Regions from separate parts of the Dromaius novaehollandiae genome. Here region 1 is linked to region 2. A link is a contact called in public Hi-C data. All regions are on one chromosome and are shown on one strand. The core of a region is the stretch at or near the end of the contact, and the rest is flanking DNA. Distances in the headings are between cores, read along the strand shown. Region 1 has its middle 110 kb from the start of GYG2. Region 2 holds the start of MXRA5 (matrix remodeling associated 5).

Evidence for each region. Hi-C and Micro-C count contacts between places; a contact is called where the count stands out from the background.
Region 1: a Hi-C map of liver shows a contact between it and region 2, with 4 times the contacts expected there. The contact joins the enhancer-like site here to the promoter of MXRA5 in region 2. A contact is called at or near these places in 3 of 4 Hi-C or Micro-C datasets (brain, liver and ovary).

What each region holds. Positions count from the first base shown.
Region 1 is chr1:143,662,341-143,667,064 of bDroNov1.hap1, reverse strand. No RefSeq gene overlaps it. Among named protein-coding and RNA genes, the nearest start is that of GYG2, 110 kb to the left of the region's middle. Within about 2 kb of position 3,189, at least 1 of the 2 cell types and tissues checked has open chromatin away from gene starts, as enhancers often do.
Region 2 is chr1:143,538,410-143,542,815 of bDroNov1.hap1, reverse strand. It overlaps MXRA5 (matrix remodeling associated 5), which reads right to left and starts at 1,610. Exons shown (of 7, transcript XM_064501061.1): 1 at 943-1,610. The coding sequence starts at 1,115.

The DNA.
Region 1 (4,724 bases), core at 1,940-4,439, 120 kb before region 2:
ACTCAGACTTCAGAATAAATGTGAAATTTTCTTTTAGCTGCATTTTCTTTAAAAAGAAAAAATGGAGGAAGTAGCACTTACTGAACTTTTTAAAGTACTCAATATCCAAGTGTTTGAAGTCCCAAGGTGGTAGCAGTTTGATACTAAGATATGATGATGAAGAGGCTCCCTCTAGTGACCGATTTATTTTGAAATCTTGCTGTTCTAGAGAACATTTGATTCATGCTCTACCTTTCTGAAAATCAGTTACCCCATATGCAATGATGGAAAATGGTGTGATGTCTTAGAGCTCTCATTTACACTAGTTCTTCAAAGACTGAATGCCTCAGAGCAGTTGCAGAGCCCTAGCTGTGGTCCTGTAGTCCCTACTGAAACTTCATGTCGTCAGAAGGGAACTAAATTTGTGCCCCCCAAGGCTGCTCTGCAATGTGAGCCCAAGTGCAGTAAGTGAGGATGACTGGGAGAGTCCCTTCCAAAGTGCACTCCTGATCTGGACTAAAGCAGTAATGTAAATGCACCCATTATTATCTAAATTCTGCCAGGGTCTGACTTAGAGGACTTATGAGTTTCAGACAATGATTCAGACTACTTAGGCACCATCTAACCTCTCAAAGGATCTAGAAATCTGTCTGTGTGTCCATTTTGAAAGACAGCTTCCCATGCTGTCTCACTAGAACTGCCTCCTTTGGTCAGCACAAATGGCAGGGGCCAGCTACTTGCATGTAGGCATGATCTAACTCTTCAGCTCAGTGCAATGGGGACTTAGCTGAAAAAAATGGAAACATTTTGTTCTGGTCCCTGCTCCAATGCTTTTTGGTGGATTTTCTATTAAAATCAGTGAATAAAGTGTATAAAAAGCACTTAGAACAGGAACCATGATTCTGGAGTTCCCCTTCAGGAACCCCAACTTTTACAAGAGAGATGGATGTCAACTCTGCTCAAAGCAGCTTATAGCCTTGTATAAAGTAAGTAGTTAGAAGTGAAAAGGAACCATGACCATCCCGTCCAGCTGAAGAATTGCCAGCAGATGATTCCCAGTGAAAAAAGAAACTACCTTCTCTTCCTTGTGCTTGCTTGCCCAAAAGGATACTTAATTTTGGCTCCTGTGGCCCTCTTGCTGCCCTGGGTCCTGTGTTTGCTTTGTTGCAGACTTACGCCTGCTCTATGCTGTTGGCTGCTTCCTGCTCAGGAGCACGCAGCCCTTGCGTTGTCCCACAGAGGTGGCCCCTTCTGGGTTCCTCTCTTGAGAGAGGGCCGTCCGGCTCTTCTGGAGTGCCATCATCGCTCCCGTGATTGACCTCTCCTGACTGTACAGGCCATGTGTGCACCCACAGCACTGGGAGCAGCACACTGCTTTTTAGGACCTGCAGCATACAAGTTAAACATCTAACACAGGCAGGCAGTCTCAGGGCCTCTCTTCCTGCTACTGCAGTGAAGATAGTGAAAGCCTAATGTGTGAATATATGTGTATGTACCTGAGTTTACAGTGCCTATTATTTCAAATATTTATTTTTATTTTTCCATGCAAAATGTAAGGGGCAAAATAGGAGATTTAGAAGGGTTTTGTAGGCAGCTGAGGTTGCTAGACTGAAATTGCACAGAAAATATTAAAAAAAAAAAAAAAAGCAGAACAAGGATGTTTCACAGGCAGTAAGATCAATAAAGAGCAATGAGCTCTAGGAAAAATTCATAGATTTTTTCTGACAGTTTGATAGCTTATGGAGATAAGACGTATATCTAACATGTTCCTAAAAAAACATGTGCTTTAAAACTGCTTAAATCTATCAGAGGTTGGGATAAAGCACGATAGCATATGTGTGAGGATCAGAAGATTTTACCTGATCCCACATTCTGCTGTTCTATGGTATATCCACCACTATAGCTGTTCTTGCAGATATCAGGAGTTACAATCTCAGTGGGGTGCTATTCTAGCCAAGGGGGTATGGTTAAAAATCTATATTATATAGTTTTCGATTGTCTTCTGATGCTGAGACTAAATACGTTCATATAGGTAGAGACTGTCTAGAAAACATACTATGAGAATTTTACAAAATATTTTTACTAGCATGATAATTTGTAAGATAATAAAGTGAAAAACCACAAGCCACTGGTGTCGCTAAGCAAAAAGAGCTGGATAAGGCACCCATGGGGTGGCATAGATTTTCTGTGTTTTTATGAACTTGATGTGAAGTCAGGTATTCCTTTGTGCTGATATACTTTACTGTAGATGTTCACCATCTTTAGTTCACTTTAGTTTGAGTTGCATGCTATAGTTTCCACTGCTTATCAAGTAGCAATTAATAATAATGGATATAAATAATTGGGCATTATATGAAATTCCAGAGAATAAACTTGCCTAACGACTTTGAGTATTCCATATTCAAGTCAATTATTCTGTCTACTAGAACGTGATCATTTAAACCCATGAGAAAGGAAATCTATAATGCAACATCTGCAGAGGGATAAAATCTTAGAAGTCAAGGGGTTTTGAGATACCTTAAAAGCAGGGACCTGCAGAGCAGATGTTACATATAGATTACATATGGGTTGTAGGGGACAGAACAACACTGATGTTTGCCTGCAAACAGCCCCAATAGCAAAGTCAAAAAGTGATCCTGAAATACATTTTGTTAACGATTATTATCCTAGATTTACGGAAATGTTGCTCCTTCTTACCACAGTTCACAAATCAAGTTAAAACTGCCTTCAGTGTTTTTCTGGCAACAGCCACAAGCTGCAGTTTCTGAGTTTAGTCAAAAACCATGACACAATTTGATTTCAAGCCTACTAATTATACTCTTCATCACTGAGAAAACAATGGAGAGAAAAAAGAAGACTGACCTGTAAATTCAGAGCATTACAAATAGTTCTAGTTAAATCAAAGTCCTTTAAAATATTGCTATTGTATTCCAAGCTTGAAAAAGAGTACTTGTCATTCAGAAGTGAGAATCCACTTCAGAAAATAGATCCCCTTACCTATTAAAAATCACATGAATTGTCCTTTTCAGTTACAACTGGTTGAGCACCAGAACAGCTCCAGGGTTGTAAAAAGGGGGAAGTGTGGGTTTACAGCAGCGGTATTGTTTGCACCCTCAGGGAATGGAACTTTGCTCCAGAAATCAAGGGTGGGAAAATACCTAATAAAGCCACAGAGAAACAGCTCTGCTGCAATGGTCTGCATAGAACAAATACATGGATTAAGAGCTCTGAAATGTTTTTATATCAATGGCATTCTTAAGCCAAGGCCGTTTACTACAGACTTCTGCTAGCATAGCTATGTTGGATGAGGTTGAGAAAAGTGCATTTTTGCCAGTTGTGGGAAAGAAATGGCTAAAACAAACTACATTGGTAGGAGTCAAGGGTTTAGTACAAAATGTATCCGCATCAGGAATGATTTGCTGATACAGTATTGCTGATATACCACATTCAAGTGTTCCTACAATGGGCGTGGTCTCACACTTTTCACTTGTGAATATAAGGTATCTTTTTATCACATCTCACTCTAACATCGGTAGATTTGGGGGGAGAAATGAGTAGACCAACATCAAAATATGCTTGCTGTGATCTGGAATCCAAATACTGTAGTATCTCTAGGCTTATACAAAAATTAAGAACTATATATATATATATTTTCATTGTTATTTGGGCTCTTTCTCTAGGCCAATTACCTAACAGTTTATGAAGACATAGATTTAATTCCTTTCCCCCCATGTACACCTGACATTTTAATATGTCTGATTTTCCTACCTATTCCCTCCCTCTTGGATTTGTGCAGCTTGTAATTAAGTACAGTAGAGCCCTTTTTTAAGTATTAGTGAACTGAATTCTACTGCCAGTGTTCTTAGGGAAAGGTCACCACTGTAGGATAAACCCACAAATGTAATTTGAAACTTTTGTCTTTGGCTTCCTCTAAACATATCTATTGAAGCATTAAAAATGCCTTTGAAATTCACAACAAGTCTCTTTTATTTTCTTATTATGGAAAGTTAGGTAGCAACTTTATAGTTGATGTTCTATTAAGCAGATTTACAGAAGCAGAATTAAAATGCCCTTTTTCATTTTTATAATGATCGAGTCTCTAATATTCAGCAAAATACTTCTACAGAAAACAAGTGACATTTCCCTGTATTTTTAGTGCTATGTATTTAGTAATTTTTGCAGACATTTAAAAGTCTTTTTATTTTTAATTTTATCCTGCAAAATATCCTGCAGGTTAACCTACTTGGGTTTACCGATGAAACGAATCAGATTTCCCACAAACTGCAGACTTCCTTCCTTCCCATATTGCATTACAGACACTGGCCAGTTTAAAAATATTAAACAAACCAAGAGTTTCCCCATGTAGTTTTATAACTTAACTGGTCTCCAACCAGAAAAGCAGACATAAGTGTTCAACTACACCAGGTACTTTAATTCTGTTGCGCTGCCAAAGTCAACCTTTGTTTCCAGGGACTGGTGAATGAGAGAGAGTCGTGCTGGGGTTTGGAGCTCAAACTCTTTTAGATGGTCGTAAACATAGGGAATCATGAAATTCAATGGAAACATCACACTGGCTTCAGGAGACAGCCCTGGAGGCTGCAGTTCCCCTAGGCATTCCTGGTGACCCTCCAGAAGGCTGCCCTTACTTTTAGAAGCAGAGGAGGGATCTTGAATGACACAACTATTCATGTCTGTGCTTTACGGACTCTACATTAGTGAAATTACATCTTGGCAGCTCTAAATCT
Region 2 (4,406 bases), core at 361-2,860:
TCGTTAGAGGAAGTGTTTGAGAAGTTAAGAGGAAATTACAGCAGCAACAGCGAGCCAAAGCGGAGTTTTTGCCCATGGGGAGAAAAAAATGGGCGTGCTGCAAGCGGTCTTCCATAGCGTGGCGGCCGGGCGCCGCGGGGGAGCTGGCCGGGCCCAACGGGACGCGCCGCGGCCGCTCCGCGTCCCTCCGCGGGGCGCCCGCCGCGGGGCTGGCGCGCACCGCCCGGCCGCCCGCCATTGGCTGTCTCCAGCGCCGCCGGGCCCGCTGGCAGCCAATGGGCCTGCGGCTCGGCCGCGCCCTCCGCGGCAGCCGTTGGGGAGCGGCTCCCAACGGGCGGGGGGGGGGCGCGCGGCCGGGCGAGGTGCGGGGCGCAGCGCGGTGGGGGGGGGGGGGGGAAGGTGAAGGGAAGGGGCGAACTTACTTCGGCTTAACGGCGCGGGCCGTGCTGCTGCGCTGCTCCGCCGCGGCAGCCTGCCTCACTGAGGGGGAGAGCGCCCGCCCTCACGGGGAGGTTTGTGTGAGGAGGCCGGCGGGGCCGGCGGCGGCGCTGCCTCTCCCGCCGGCCGCCGAGCCGTGCCCCGCCGTGGGGGCAGGGGGACAGGCCGGAGCGGCGGCACGGGCAGCCCGCGGCTGAGGGGCGGGCTGAGGTGTGCGGGGGTGATCTTCCTCTCTCTTTTTTCTTTTTCTTTTTCTTTTTCTTTTTTTTTTTTTTTGCGTACTCGAGGGCATGTGCTTCCCATTAGGGAAGAATTTCCCTCCCTGGCTGAGTGCGAGCGCGGCGAGGGCGACGCGCTGCTCCGCGCCTCCCCGCCGCGCGCGGCCGCCTCCCCCTCAGCTCCTGACTCACAGACCGGCGAGGTCGAAGGCGCCCCCGGCCCGTGGCTGGGCGAGGGCAGCTCCCGAGCGTTTCCGAGGCGGCGGCGGAGGAGAGGGCACCTTACCTGCGGCCGGGCGCGGCGATCTCAGCAGGCGCTGCCCGCCGCTCCCATGCCCGGGGGGCCGCGGGCGGACGGGCAGCGGCTACCTGGCTCCCGGCGTCCCGTCCGGCACCGGCTCCCCCAAGTTCATCCCAGCCCGCAGCGGCCCGCCTCGACGCCGGCTTATAGCTCCTCATCGCCTGTCATTGTGCAGAGTCCGCCTCCGTGGCTCCCCAAAAACAAGCATAAGCGATGCTACGGGGTTGGGCAGCAACCCGTCTTTTTTTTTTTTTTTTTAATTACTATGGTTATTATTTTGACTGTTAGTGCTATTTTCTGTAAGGGTTCGCGTTCTCTTGGGTGCCCCAAATCCAGCAGACGTCCTGTGCCCACGAGCCAGCGGAAAGGAAGAAAAAAGGGAGCGCCGAAGTCGCTCAGCCCCTGCGGGCAGCCCCGCGGGAGCCGAGCCCTTCCCCTCCGGGCGCTGCGGAAAGCCGGGCCGAGGGCGGCAGGCGGTGGCGGCGGCTCCCCGCCGCTTGCCGGACTGCCTCCGCGCGCAGCTCCCGCGGCGGCATGGGGACGAGGGGCGCGGGGCCGGGGTGCCTCGCTGCTGCCGCTCCGCCCGCCGCAGCTGTGCAGCGGGAGGCAGGGAGGGAGCGGCGGAGCGGCTCCTCTTGCGGGGTGGGCGGCCCCTCGGCGGGGGGGGCGGCGGGCGGCGGGCGGGCCCGCGCCGGGGAAGGTGGGCGCCGGGGCCCGGCGGAGGGGAGTGGGGGGGGGGGGGCGACGAGAAAAGACCGGTCCCCGTCTCAGTCTGGGACGTGGAGTTTGCGGAAAGTTTGTTTCTGGGACCGGGGCAGACCCAGCACCTTCCCACTTGAAACGCCCAAATGTGCAGCTATCCGCCTTACACAGGGGTTGATTATGTTTCTGAAACTGTCTGCTATGTCACCCAACTAAACTACACCGTCAGGGCTGTCTTGTTCCTTGAAGGATATATGGTATTCCTTCCATCAACACACCCCAAAAAAACCCAACTGCACCATCATCCTGCGCCTGTTCTTGCACACTACTGCAGCAGAGACCTGTATCAAGCCTGCTTATGAGAATTTGATTTTGTGTGTCGTATGTGAAGGCCACACAGATAAAGATGTGTGACTGGGAAAGTCCCAGAATGAGTGGAGAGGGAATAGCACCAACACAGGAAAAAGCAGCCACCACTAACAAAAGGAACCAGGCCCTTGAATTCTTGTTCTGTAGTTCAGCCATGAATTGCCTTTTTCCTCTAAAATCCAGTAGAGAAGTAGACTTCAATTCCACTAGGGGGATTAGAATCATTAAATTGTTAAAACTCATCTTCTCAGCTTCCCTCTTGTATTAGCAATTTTTCAGTACATAAAATTAAGCCTATTTATGGTCCAATGAAAAAGGTGACACTCAGATTACCACAGAAGACCATTTGTAGCTCCATCATCTCTCTGGTTCCACTCAGTGTTTTTAGATAAATCTTATTTTCTGTTCCCTAGTAGCAGTTACCCTCATTCATGCTACAAAAGCAAATAACTCAGTCCTTCAAGACATAGAAGAGTCACATAAATCTGTATAGATAATCTTAAAACACTGGAATCCATCTGAGCTTTGGCTTGGAGCTTTCATGTTCCACCATCAAGGGAAGTAAATACAGTGAATGGCATTACCATCTAGACTGTCTGTACCATCACCAGTAGAAAGAATCAGAATCTGAATTAATGAACCATTTTTTGGCTCTGAATCCCGTAACAGGTGTGATTATCAAAAGTGGAGGGAGAAAGAAAAAAGAATCCCGCTGCAACTGCTTGGGGATAACTGGTTGACAACATCTGAATCTGCACAAGTTGTATCTTCCAAATGCACTAATAAACATTCAGTTTTGGAAAAGAGCTCATAACCACACTTTTAGCTGTGGAACTTGTTTTGAAAAACCTTGCCATTTAGTTTAATGAAAACTGTGCAATTTTTGAAAAACTAGCTCAAAGAATAGAACTCTTTTGAGTTCTATTGCACCACAAAAAATGTTTCCATGATGCGTCTGTGTTCAAAAACATGCAATATTTGGTCTCTACTGGTGTATCATCTGATCCCCCGACCTATCCCGGTAAAATTACAGTGTTTAGAGCCAGTGTAAGTACAGCCAGGAAGAAGCTGATTATACTGAGTTCTGACCGAATAAAGCAGCAGTCAGTGGTCTGATACTTCTATCTGTTTGAAGGCAACCACAGTTCATCTGCACATGTAATTTGATAGACTATAATGACAGTAGGAAGGAATTATTTTTCTGAATAAATGTTATTTTTTGAAGAAGTGTCATATAGAAAAACTTTTGCAGATGGTCTAGTACAGGACTGAAAACTTTTGAAAATGAAGAAAACAGGCTTTTTGATCCATTCATGGCTAATAATCCTTCAATCAGATATGTTAGCAAACTTAAATGAGTGCGAACAGTGATATTATTATTACTGTTACTATTATTACTATATTACTGAGGGTGAATTCATTTAAACAGTCCCTAAAATGCTGTTTTTCACTTTTGTAGTTAAAATAATATCATTCTCATTTTCTCTTTCTGATTATGACCCTAGTACCTTTGGACAGACACCAGTTTTTCACTCCTGTCTCCATAGCTCAGAGGCTTTAGCATTAGTTGTTATTACTAGGTTACACAGCTGCTCCATGACTGAGAGAATTATTTCAATACTCCCTTGATATATAGCAGAAATTACAGCTGACTTATGTTGTGATAGTCCTTTACAGTTAATGTGCTTAATGACATGCTCATTCTGAAAATTTGTGCAATTAAAATAAATCACACTAGAACCAAGTAGAAGTAGAAATCACAACTAGACAGGAAAAAAAAAAAAAAAGATGCCAAAGCCCAGATTGCCAGGGTTATGTAGCAAGGGCTTCATAACTTTGGGTTTGAAATTTGAGAAGGGATTTATTTTGAAAAAGATGGGCTTAGGTTTGAGGGCAATTTTTTTGACTGTATTATACATAGGAGAATAAAAATATTAAAGTGACATTTGAAAACAGCAGTGTTTAAACCGCTAAAATGACCACCACTATTTTGTAAATAATTATTCAGACAAGCAAATTTCAATATCCCATAGGTGTGCATTGCCATTAAATGTATAAAGAGTTCATGAGCTAGAACTACAAACTTTTGACAATAAAGCCCATCCAGCTCTATTATATCACCTTAACTTACTGCAGAATTTTACAGGTTCTTTATGGAATTCAGTTGAATCCAGTTAGAAAAGTCTGGGTTTATGGGAATGAAAAGCGTTACGGACAGATTTTTTTCATTGCTATACTTGATGTGTATGCAGTAGATACAATCAGGGAGTAAGCAGTAAAAAACTATACATGGTAGGAAAGTTGCAGATTCTACATAGGGCTCGGCAGCACTGTTGTAATCAAGTTTTAGGTATATTTTATCAAGTTTTAGGTATATT